2 separate regions of the Bos taurus genome follow, and region 1 is linked to region 2. Evidence: chromatin contacts called from public Hi-C data. All regions are on one chromosome and are shown on one strand. Each heading gives the region's core, a stretch centred on a gene start, on an enhancer-like site or on the middle of the called end of the contact. The rest is flanking DNA. Distances are from core to core; before and after follow the strand shown. Region 1 holds the start of LOC112444893 (a long non-coding RNA gene). Region 2 has its middle 14 kb from the start of C29H11orf24.

The links. A called contact is a pair of places that touch in the nucleus more often than the background predicts.
Region 1: a Hi-C map of liver shows a contact between it and region 2, with 2.4 times the contacts expected there. The contact joins two enhancer-like sites. A contact is called at or near these places in 4 of 11 Hi-C or Micro-C datasets (blastocyst, liver, skeletal muscle and 1 more).

The regions. Positions count from the first base shown.
Region 1 is chr29:45,791,405-45,797,135 of ARS-UCD2.0, forward strand. It overlaps LOC112444893 (a long non-coding RNA gene), which reads right to left and starts at 5,358. Exons shown (of 4, transcript XR_009493376.1): 1 at 5,271-5,358; 2 at 4,442-4,686; 3 at 3,174-3,447; 4 at 1-2,903. Within about 2 kb of position 1,382, at least 20 of the 102 cell types and tissues checked have an H3K27ac peak or open chromatin away from gene starts, as enhancers often do. A contact at or near this core is called in liver, where this site is marked.
Region 2 is chr29:45,752,467-45,758,409 of ARS-UCD2.0, forward strand. No RefSeq gene overlaps it. Among named protein-coding and RNA genes, the nearest start is that of C29H11orf24, 14 kb to the right of the region's middle. Within about 2 kb of position 2,510, at least 6 of the 102 cell types and tissues checked have an H3K27ac peak or open chromatin away from gene starts, as enhancers often do. A contact at or near this core is called in liver, where this site is marked.

The sequences.
Region 1 (5,731 bases), core at 132-2,631, 38 kb after region 2:
ATCCCCACTGGCACAGATGAGGAAACTGAGGTCTCCACGGGTTCCACAACTTGCCCAAGGTCATGAGTAGGGTCGAACTTGTTCCCTGATCCACGGGCTGGCAGGTCGTCGCCCAGGCACCTCGGTGTTGACAAGCGCTTTCCTTTGAATCCCTGAGCACCTGGAGAGCCTGGCATGGCAGGATGCTGCTGCCCTCTCGTGGCCATTAGGATCTCTGCAGGCCTGAGCTAGGAGCCCCTGGAGCCGGGTTGGGCCTGAACCCCTGACTCTGGAGGCCCTCAGTCTTTTCCTTGCTCCCCTCACTCCCCCAACCCCCCAGGGCCCGGGAGAGATGCTGCAGTGAAAAAGTGAAAAAGGAAAATGAGTTTTTCTTTTCTTTCCTAAGAACAAAGAAGAAGGAACAGTGAGCAGGCCTGATCACTGCTAGCTTTTACTTGGGTGTGTGCCCAATGGCTCAGTTGTGTCCGACTCTTTGTGACCCCGTGGACTGTAGCCCGCCAGGCTCCTCTGTCCATGGGACTCTCCAGGCAAGTATACTGGAGTGGGTTCCACGCCTCCTCCAACTATCCTTTGACTCCATGCTAATTACAACTTTACAGAACTCTCTTTGCAGACCCTCCCTTGTAGTTTTTCTCTTTTTGCCTTATAGAAAGAAGGCCTCAGCACAAAAGACAATAATGCACCCAACTACCCAACTGCCTGACCCCATTACTGGGCTACCTGACACCAGCCTGTGACCGCTTTTGAAAGAGCGCTAGAGGAAGGATGCAACATCCTGAAACCTCTGTTCCTCATCACCAACCCCTGACTGTGAGCCTGCATCTATATAATCCCCCCAGATTCCTCGTGGAAAAGGGGCACCGTTCTTAAGGCACAAACCTCCTGTGCTCTCCCTTCTGCCACCTGAGGATCACAGCCACCTTTCTATTTCTTCCAAACTGTCTCCATGGTTTTTTTTTCCTTACTTGGTTTTTGTGGGCACAAAGAAAGCCAAGGTTTTGGTAGCATCAGAGAGGAGAAATAACAAAAGCCTGCAGCTCCATCCTTTATTCCCTGAGGGATCTCAGTCAAGTCACCTAACCAGCCAGGCCTCAGTTTTCGCATCTATAGAATGGGCATAATCCCTCTTCAGGTAGGAGGATTTCTTGAGCAGGCAGGTGCTCCTGGAGAACCAGACCCTGGACTGGGGAAGACTCACCGGTAGCCCCCTCGTCACCCCCCTCACCCCACCCCCACCCCAGAGAAAGCAGCGGGCAGCCCGCGGAGGGTACACCACGTCCTTGCCGGGAGTAAACACTCTCGGTGCAAAGTCTGCAGCGTTTGTTGACTGGGCGGTGGGGGCTGCTCATCAAAGGCGGCCCAGCGCCCTGCGGGCCATTGCGGGCGGTGAGCTTTGGTCGGAGGCTCGTTGATAAGCAGGGAGGACGTGTGATCCCGGCCCGGGAGGGGCTCGGGCAGGAGGCGCCTCCCCCGCGGTCCGCTCCCGGAGCACCGGCTGCCCCGGTGCTGCCCAGGGACAAGGCCGACAGGCCGGCTCTGCCTCGCCGCCGCCTGAGGGAGGGTCTGTGTCCTCGCTGAGCCCAGCGCCCCCGCACGGGTCTCTCCAGGCTCAGCACCAGCCCCGGGTATCCAGGGGATCTGCGCGGGGAGGGGGTGGGGGTGTAGGTAGGTGCGGGGGCGGGGCGGGGAGGGAGATAACCCTCGGCCACTCCCCCCAGAGCCTGGGGGCTGGTGCTGCTTCTAAGACCCCAGGGGCAGAAGGCGGGGCCTTCAGGGAACCCAGGATTCAAGAACCCTTCCAGGCACCCTCCTCCACCGCGGAGGCGGAAGGTGGCTTCCTTCTAGAATCTGCGATCACAGCTTCTGGGGACCGCCAGATCCCCGCCCCGCAAGTCTGAGCGTCAGGTACGCTCCTGCACAAAGTCCCCCCTCCCCGCCCCCCGTCCCTGGCCGTGAGGAGCTCGCAAGATACCCCGCCTGGGTTCTCCACCGGGCAGTCCACCTGCCTACAGGCCACCTCCCCCTTCCACTCTTCCACACCCCACAAGACAGCCGCTCTTGGCCCCCGGCCGGGGTCACTGTTCCCTGCACACACCAGCCTCCCATGGGAGCGCCAGCCCCTGTGGGTACCTGTCCCAGCCGACTCTGTGAAGGCTCAGCCCACCTTGCCACCCGGCTCTGACGGCCCCTGTCTCCCCCAGAGAAAGGGGACCCTCAGGCCTACAGACACCCATTGGGAGACCCGAAGACCGCAGGGCCAGGAGGACTGCGACCGGCTGGGAGGAGCTGTGCCCGACCTGGGGGAGGGCAGAGAGGCGGCAGGGAGAACCATCAGGGGCACTGGGGAGCCGGAGAGGGTTTGTGTGAAGGGAGGGCCCTGCCAGGTGGGCATTTAAGGGCCATCATGCTGGCCACACTGACGGGCAGGCCACAGTGGGGAGAGCAGCGAAGAGAAGAAAGAGAGGTCGCTCAGTTGTGGCCGACTCTGTGACCCCACGGACAGTAGCCCGCCTGGCTCCTCAGCCCATGGGATTCTCCAGGCAAGAATACTGGAGTGGGTTGCCGTTTCCTCCTCCAGGGGATCTCCCCAACTCAGGGATGGAACCTGCAGACAGACTCTTTAATGTCTGAGCCACCAGGGGCTCCTGCAGCAAAGAGGGCTGTACGTAATACAGGGCAGCTTGTGAGCAGGACAGCATGTGACAGTCTGGGAGGGGGAAGGGGCTCGAGGGAGGGAGGCTGGGAGGGGGCGTTGGAGACCTGCAGAACCCTCACCAAGACGGATGCAGCAGCAATGGCCTGTGCAGCTGGCGATTGAAGGTCATCGCAGGGGCAGGACTGAATGAGCAGGTGGTGAGGCCAGGGGCAGCGAGTGTGGACCGTTGGCTGGAAGGGCTTGGCAGCTGAGCGGACAGACAGGAAGGCATGGCGGGGGATGGTGAGGTTTCGCTGCCCTTTCTTAAGAAGGGAGAATCTTGCTGGTGTTTGCAAACTGAGCGGCATGAGCTGGCCTGTGGCCAGACCTGAGGGGTCCCTGCAGGGGGCCAGGACCTGGGTAAGGGGAGGTGGTCGCTGCAAGGAGGGGGTTAGCCTGGCAGGGGCAGAGCCTGGAGGCTGGGTCCCCATCCCGGCCTGGCCACCGTCCAGCTGCCTGACCTCCCGCAAGTACTGACCTCTCTCTCCAGTCCTCAGGGGGGCAGTTAAGATGGGACTTCCTGCCTCCATTCTGACGCTGGTGCGTGCTCAGTCATTCAGTCGTATCTGATTCTTTGTGACCCCGTGGACTGTAGTCCACCAGGCTCCTCTGTCGTGGGATTTTCTTGGCAAGAATACTGGAGTGGGTTGCCATGCCTCCAGGGGATCTTCCCAACTCAGGGATCGAACCCGTGTCTCCTGCATTGCAGGCAGATTCTTTACCAGAAGCCCATTCTGTCTGATACTGAAGGTCTAAAACAGAACAGTAAGTACCCTCTCAGCCAGGGCGCCAAGCTCCGGAGGGGCCCACTCTGCCCCTCCAGCTTGCCCATGCCCCACAGGAGATCCGTGGGGACCCCTGGGAACCCCTGGTGACCCCCACCCCCCACCTCGCTCCAGCACAGGGCCCAATCCAGGCAGAATGGGCACCTCTCCCAGACCTCACCTCCTGCCGCAGACCCTCCCAGACCTCACCTCCTGCCGCAGACCTCGCCCTGGGGCGAAAGTCCAGAGAGGTCCTGGGCTGGGTCTCCGGACACCTGGCTCCAACACAGAAGGGCCCCAAAGGTTCCACCTGGCACTCTTACCTGCTGTTTCGACTGCGTATTTGTCCAGCCAACAAATAAAGAGGGAACTCACACTCTTTATTCCACATCTGTGGGCTGATTTATAACATTATTTTTTTATGGTTACCACCCATAATTTTATTATCTCGGTTCAAAACTCGCTAAGGTTTTGCCACATTTGCCAAAAACAAAAATATCAAAAGTATGTCACAGACAGTATGATGTGTCTCCATTAAACAGTTTGGAAGAGGTCTAAGAACATTCTCTCACATAAACAGAAGAGTTTTGTTTCCTCTTAAAAAAACACTCATAATTCTTAATATCATCAGAGTTATTTTTACAAGCATGAAATGATCCATCAGGATCTCTCTGTTGTCTCTTTTTATCCAAAATATCCCTTCACTTAAAAAAAAAAATGGCACGGATGTGTTGACAGTGACTTATAATTTTAAGCGGCAGGCATGGAACTGGGCCTGCCTTGGACCTGTGTCCTGGCACCCCACGTGCCTGGGGTGAGGGTCCCACAGAGGGAAACCTGATTCCACCAACCCAAGGGCGACCGACTGGCTCCTGTTGGCCTTGACTCGCCCAGTTTTAGCTCTGAAAGCTCTGCATCCTGAGGACCTCTCAGTTACAGGCAAACCGAGCTGGTTGATCACCCCAGTTAGTTCCCGGCCCACCTTGAGAGTAGGAGAGAGTGCCTTTCATCCTGAGACCAGCAAGAGGGGCTTCAAGGACCCAGGCGAACAGGCGTCTCCTGCTGCTGGCTCCACGCTGGATGCATTAAAGGCCAAGGTCATCCCTGTTGCTGCCCAGCTGGCTGTGGAACTGGACCGGTGGCTGTGTTTTCCGGATGACTGGGCAAAGGTGTGCGCCCTGGTGGGTCAGGAACCATCCAAGAAGTACCTAAGGCCCAGCAGAGAGCCTGAAAGAGAGAGATATGCACTCGGAATCCCCCAATCCTGGAGGGTCCCAGTCCCCTCCCGCCCTCCCTCCCGGAGGAGGACGGCAGAGGCCCAGCTGGCCTCCCCCGCTGTGGTTCCACTGCTGCTCGAAGCCTAGTGGAGCTGGAGGAGGGGAGAAGCCGTGACTGGGAATAAACCTTCGTTTTGATCATTAAACCAGAACTGGAGTTGTAATTCCTAAGCGGACACGGCCCTGGGACTAGAAGGGACCGGAGGATTTACTGCCCATGAGAGCGACCGGAGAGGTGTGGCAGCTGCCCAGGGGTCCATCCAGCTGCTGGGGAAGGTCTCCGCCTCACCCCGATCTCCTGTGTGTTTAGCTAAGGGCCCGTGGTGGATGTGGCTCTCAACAGAGGCCAGGTGTGTGCGAGCTACTTTGTGATTCCAAACAGCTCCTCAAGGTCAAAGATGAATGGCCGCCCCGGGCCCCATGGACACGTGTCTGCGCCCGTCCCAGTTTCTGGCGGCAGCCACACGGCGCCCTTCCCCTCCACTCGGCGTCCTCCCTGGCTCCGGGGAGCTGCCGTCTCCCGGTGCTCCTCACCTCTGAGCTTGGAGGGCCCCAAACGCTCAGCCCCTGAACCTTCTTCTTCATAACTGCTCCTCCAGGATCACAGGCTCAGATACTGAAGATTCCCATGTTTCTAAGCCCAGCCAGCCCTCCTCCCTAAGGCCTGGGTCCTGGCCACTCTGCTCCTCCACTGGGAAGTCTACTAGATCTAGGCTAGAAGAGTTCAAGGCGGGGCTCCACACTCTGATGTCACTAACACTGATGTCATAGTGAACGACAGGCCCTCAGCTGGGCTCCTGGGCCCCTCTCCCACCCCACACAGGAGCAGAGAGAGTCCGCAACATGGAAATCAAATCTCAGGCTCCCTCTGTTCCTGGCCCTCTGATGGTCCCCCAGCTCACTTGGAGGAGGTGTTTCCCAGGACCCTGCAGAGATGGCCTGCTCTTTTTTTTTTTAAAAATTATTTACTTGGTTGCACTGAGTCTTAGTTGCAA
Region 2 (5,943 bases), core at 1,260-3,759:
ATTTCCTTCTCCAGGGGATCTTCCTGATCCAGAGATTGAGCCTGCTTCTCTCACACTGTCTGCACTGGCAGGCGGGTTCTTTACCACTAGTGCCACCCGGGAAATACCTTAATTTTTCCTTCATTCTTGAAGGAGAGTTGGTGCCATAGCTGACTTGAGCAGGCAAAAAAAAGGATCAATGAGACAATTGAAATTATCCAGTCTGAGGGGCTGCTGCTGCTGCTGCCAAATTGCTTCAGTTGTGTCTGACTCTGTGAGACCCCATAGACGGCAGCCCACCAGGCTCCCCCGTCCCTGGGATTCTCCAGGCAAGAACACTGGAGTGGGCTGCCATTGCCTTCTCCAATGCATGAAAGTGAAAAGTCAAAGTGAAGTCGCTCAGTCATGTCTGACTCCTAGCGACCCCATGGACTGCAGCCTACCAGGCTCCCCCGTCCATGGGATTTTCCAGGCAAGAGTACTGGAGTGGGTTGCCATCGCCTTCTCCAAGTCTGAGGGGCAGAAAGAAAAAAGAATGAGTAAAAATGAGCAGAACTTAAGAGATCTATAGGACACCATCAAACATACTAACATATGCATTATAGGAGTCTGAGAAGGGTAAGAGAGCGAGAAAGAGGCAGGAAAGTATTTGAAAATAAAATGGCTGAAAAATATCTCAAGTCTGAAGAAAGCATGAATATGCATATCCAAGAAGCTCAACAAACCCCCAGTAGGATAAATTCGAAGAGATCCACACCAAGGCATATTGTAGTGAAAGTGTCAAAAGCTAAGGACAAGACCAGATTTTTCAAAGCAGCAAGATCAAAGCAGCACATCACATACCAGCGTCCTCAATGAGATTAACACCTGATTTATCCTCAATAACCATGGAGGCCAGAAGGTAGTGGAATAATCTATATATAGTTCTGAACCAAGGATTCTATATCAGCAAAACTCTCCTTCAAGAATGAAGGAGAAATTAAGGTATTTCCCTGGTGGCGCTAGTGGTAAAGAACCCATCAGCCAGTGCAGATGATGTAAGAGAAGCAGGTTTGATCCCTGGGTCAGGAAGATCCCCTGGAGAAGGAAATGGCACCCACTCCAGTATTCTCGCCTGGAGAATCCCATGGACAGAGGAGCCTTGCTGGCTATGGTCATAGGGTCACAGAGTCAAACACGACTGAAGCATGCAGATCAACAAAAGCTAAGGGAATTTACTCCCAGCAGACCTTCCCGACAAGAAATGCTGAAAGGAGTCCTCCAGGGTGAAATGCAAGGATACGAGAACAAAAAGCCACTGTTGTTCAGTCGCTAAGTCGTGTCTGACTGTCTGCGACCCCATGGACTGCAGCACGCCAGGCTTCCCTGTCCTTCACCATCTCCTGAAGTTCGCTCAAACTCACGTCCATTGATTCAGAGATGCCATCCAACCATCTCATCCTCTGTCATCCCCTTCTCTTCCTGCCCTGATCTTTCCCAGCACCAGGGTCTTTTCCAATGAGTCGGCCCCCCCAACCTGGAAATGGGCGTAAGATGAACTCCTATGGGGGTGGGAGGCGGGGAAGCTGTTCTGGGTGTTGAACCCCTTCTCGGTCTCCCTTTTAAGGACTCAGCTCCTCCATTCTCTCCCATTTACCCTTTCATCATCGTCTCTCACACGGGGATTCTCATCAACAAATGAACACGCTCTAGATGGCTAGCATAAAAAGGATCCCCCCTGGTGCCCTACCCACCTGTGCCCACTGCCTGGCTCGACCTGCTCCCCAGCAAACCTCCTGAGAAGGCGGCCATCATCTCTGCCCACCTTGCTCACCTGCCTGCCTTCCTCCGCCCCCCTCACGAGGCCAGTGGGGACGTCCTGGGAGGAGCAGCCACCCAGGACCTTCACCCCTTCACCCCTTCCTTGCCTGGCCGACAGGGCCGTCCATGGCCTCTTTCTGGGACCCTCTTGGTGGAGGAAGACGCGCTTTTTTTCTCCTCCCCGTGGCCAGGTTGGTCTCCTCCTCCCCTCCCGCCCCTGACCCTAGCGCTAACTATGACCCTAACCCCGGACTGTCTCTGCTCTGAAGGCTGCTGAGTTCTCTCTCCTGTTGGGACCTTCCTGAACTTCAGACTCATACCCCCTGTCCTCCTGACACCGAACAGACCTCTCAGCCTCAGCCTATCCACAGAAGTCTTGGTGGGGTGCCCATCCCACCCCCCAAGTCCTCCCACGAGGAGCTGGGGGGGGTGTCTCTGGTAAGTGTGTGGAAACCGGGGTGCCGTCCTTGGGTGTGAATCGGGCTCTGTTGCCCCCGTCCCGTGACACGGGGAAGTTTCACCAATCCCCCGGGGCCTCAGCATCCCCTCTGTGATGGGGCAGGGGAGGATGATCAGGAGTCAGAATGAAACAAACTAACATATAAAGCTCTGGAAACGACACTGCCAGCATCCCAGGTCATCGAGCCAAAGATACCGGGGTCAACCCGGCTTCTGCTCTGTGCGTGTGGGACGTGTGTAAAGAAACAGTGGCAGTCCCGCTGACTCAGCTTCCAAAACGTGTGCCAAGCTCACGGGCGTCTCTCCGTCTGTGAGCACACCCTGGGCCATCTCCCCCGGGGGCAGAGGAGCAACCTTTCCAGCCGCCAAGCCACCCTCCCCCACCATGGGGTGAACCCAGATGGATTTCACTTAGAGTTAAATCGAACTCTATCCCCCTCCTTTCTCTTCTTCTAACTTTTTATCACAGAAACTGCCAGACATACAGACACAGACAAGTAGGATGACCAGTGACAAGCCCACCAACCATCGTCTGTGTTCAGCACCTTGATGATGTGGCCCCGCTGACACACCACCACACTCCCCTCCTGCACCCCAGACAGCACGGCACCTCATCTGTAAGAAGCACTACACTCAACAAAGTAATTTTTTTTCTACCTACACTGTGCTGGTTTGTGGGAATTAAGTTCCCCACCAAGGACTGAACCAGGGCTGTGTCAGTAAAAGTGCCAAGTCCTAACCTCTGGGTCACTAGGGAATTCCCAACAAAGTAACTTTTGGGATTCTGGACATCCCCCAAGTTGGATGACGTTATTCCTCAGCTGAAAACCCTCCTGGGACCCTACCTCCTCACCCTGGCCTTGACCCTGACCTGTCTGTCCCCTCCCTCCTCCGGCTGGCCAGTCTGTTCCCTGTCCTGGGGCTTTGCGTTCACGGTCTCTCTGCCTGGGTCCCCCATTTCCCTTGCTTTTCATGAATGCCTCCCGCTGGCCACCTGTGTTCTCAGTTCCCTTGTTTGGATTTTTGTCCTAATGGCAGTGAGAAGTCAGTGGCGGGGTTTAAGCAGGAGCACATGGTGATCAGGCTTCTGTGTGGAGGATGTTGTGGGTGGGGGAGCAGGCCGCCGGGATCTGAGATGATTCAGTGAGATGAAAGCTGGAAGCCATGCCAGCCTGAGACATAGTGAGTGCTCAAAAAATACCAGCTATCGTCAGTACCTGCTGGATAAACCTCGGCCTCCCTTTTAAAGTAGAGTTGCAGGAATAAAAAGTGTCTGAGTGTGAATTGTCTGCCCCAAGTAACCCAGCTGGTGGGGCTACGGGACAGAAGCCCCGGGGCCCGAGTGTGAGTTTACTGCATGTTCCTGAACCCTGGCCTGGCTTCGTCCCGCGGGGAGACAGTTACAGGCACATATGATGCAATTTCACCAAGAGCATTGCGTCTACCACAAGGGAGATCCGGTCTAGCAGTGAGTGGGCGAGTCCTTCCAGTGTGGGGTGACCGGGAAGGCGTCCCCAGTGCCAGGCTGGAGGGATTCCCCCACCCCCAGTGAGGCTGGGAGGGAGGTGGGTGCAGTCTGGCGGAGGGGGACCCAGTGCCTCCGGCCAGGGCCAGCACCCAGGGTGAAGGAGGACGGCTCGGCCACCAGGGGGAGCCCGGGGACTTCGCCGGTTTGCGGACTCCGGGCTCCGCCAAGAGGAACGCGACAGCCGCCGCGTGGTGGCCGGTATTCGCAGACGAACAGACCAACCCAGAGTGAACCCTGTCCCTCCACTGCTTGGAGGGTGAGCAGCGGCCTTGGGCAAGCCACTCGGCCTTCATGTGCCTCACTTTCCGCACTGTGACGAGGAGAAATCGCTTTCGGGGGCCAAGCCCCGAATTTGACACATCTCACCTTGACCTTCCGGCACCTCATCCATGGAACCAGGAGCCTGCTCCTCCCCGAAGCAGCCACGGTCCCTGCCGCTGGAGCAAAGAGCCAGGGAAGAGGCTCCGAGCCCCTCTGTCAGGCAGCCCCCCGCCCCAGCATCCCCAGTGGGTCGGGCACCCCATGTGTCTCCTCTTTCCTTCTCACGATCACCCTTCAGATCTCAGGCTGGGGGGTCAGTGTGTGGCAGCTGCACCCCTGAACCCCAGTTGGCTGGCAAACAGCGGGCGCTGAATAGGTCTGAAGGGACTTTCCGCCTGGCCTCCTGCAGGCAGGTGGCCTCTGGGCAGGGGACAGTCTGGGCTCAGACGCGCAGCCCCTAGAGCGGAAGGCCTGCGTGCAGGCGCCCGTGTGCTCTCCCTCTCCTGCGAGGCTTCCTGAGACTCGCCCCTCCCCTCAGGCTCTGCTGGGGGCCAGGACCCCCTGGAAGGTTTGCTCTGGCCTGGAAGGCCCAGCCTGGCAGTTTGGTCTTCATCCCGGGAAAGACTTGGCAGGGACAGCTGTGATCAGATTTGTATTTTGAGGGTGCCCTGGCTGCAGGGTGGAGGACAGCTGGGGAGAAGCGGGCAGGTGGCAGTGGGCCCCCAGGTAGGGCAGGAGGTAGGACTCAGGCCGGGAGAGGCCCGCTCACAGGAAAGCTCGGATGGCCAGCTGGACTCAAGGGTGAAGCCCGGGCATCCAGCTCAGGTAAGTGGCGATGCTGTTGGCTTTAGGAAGAACCCTGGGGGCCACTCATGTTCCTGGGGGCCACTGCTGAGCTTGGCCTTGCATGTTAAGGGTTTGCAGTCCGCCAGCAGGAGCCCCAGACTCAGTGGATGTGAATCTGAGCAAACTCCGGGAGACAGCGGAGGCCAGGGAAAGCTGGCGTGCTGCAGTCCATGGGGTTGCAAAGAGTCAGACAGGACTCAGCAACCTAACAACAAAAAACAGGAGCCAAGATGATGGGAACGGGACCCTAGGAGGGAGGAGTAGAGAGCACAGTGGATTCTTAGGGGGAAAAGACTTGGAGTCCTGGCTGGGGCAGGGGGACTGGAGAGCCCTGTGACACTCCACGCCCCCATTCCTTGGAGGCAGAGGCCCCTGGTCACAAGCTAAGGATGAAAGCCAGCCCTGCGGGTTGCCCCTTGTCCTACATCCCTGCAAAGGAACACAGCACCCAGTGTGGTTCACAGAGGGGTTTGGGCTGTGTCCATTGAGTGGCAACCAGACAGGGTGTGGAGCCTGCCCTTGACGGGCCAGTACCAGCATGTTGCTGGGGTGATGCTGGCAGAGAAAGGTCATTCCCTAAATCCCCCAGTTGTCCACCCTGATGTGCAGAGGTGACTTCTCAGACCTGAGGATGGAGCTGCAGGCTGGCCTGGAGCTCCGGTCAGTGAGGCTGACACCTTCTCAGCCACAGTTAGAGCGCCAGCACCTGGGATCAAAGAGCAGACGGGCTCAAGTGTATGATGGGTCTGCTGGGGCAGGGAGAAACAGAGGCGTGTAGGCCAGTAGGTTGCAGGATCGATCCCTGGGTCTGGAAGATCCCCTGAAATAGAAACTGGCCACCCACTCCAGTATTCTTGCTGGAGAATCCCATGGGCAGAGCAGCCTGGCGGGCTACAGCCCACGGGGTCGCAGAGCTGGACACGGCTGAGAATGCATGCACGGCAGAGGCTGGTGGGAGTCCAGCTGTTGGAGGCACATCTTGGCTGTTGGGGAAGGAAAAGGGGCTGCTGGGCCAACCAGTGAGACAGGGGCTGGGGAACCCACAGATGGAGCTGGAAGACAGGGGAGGA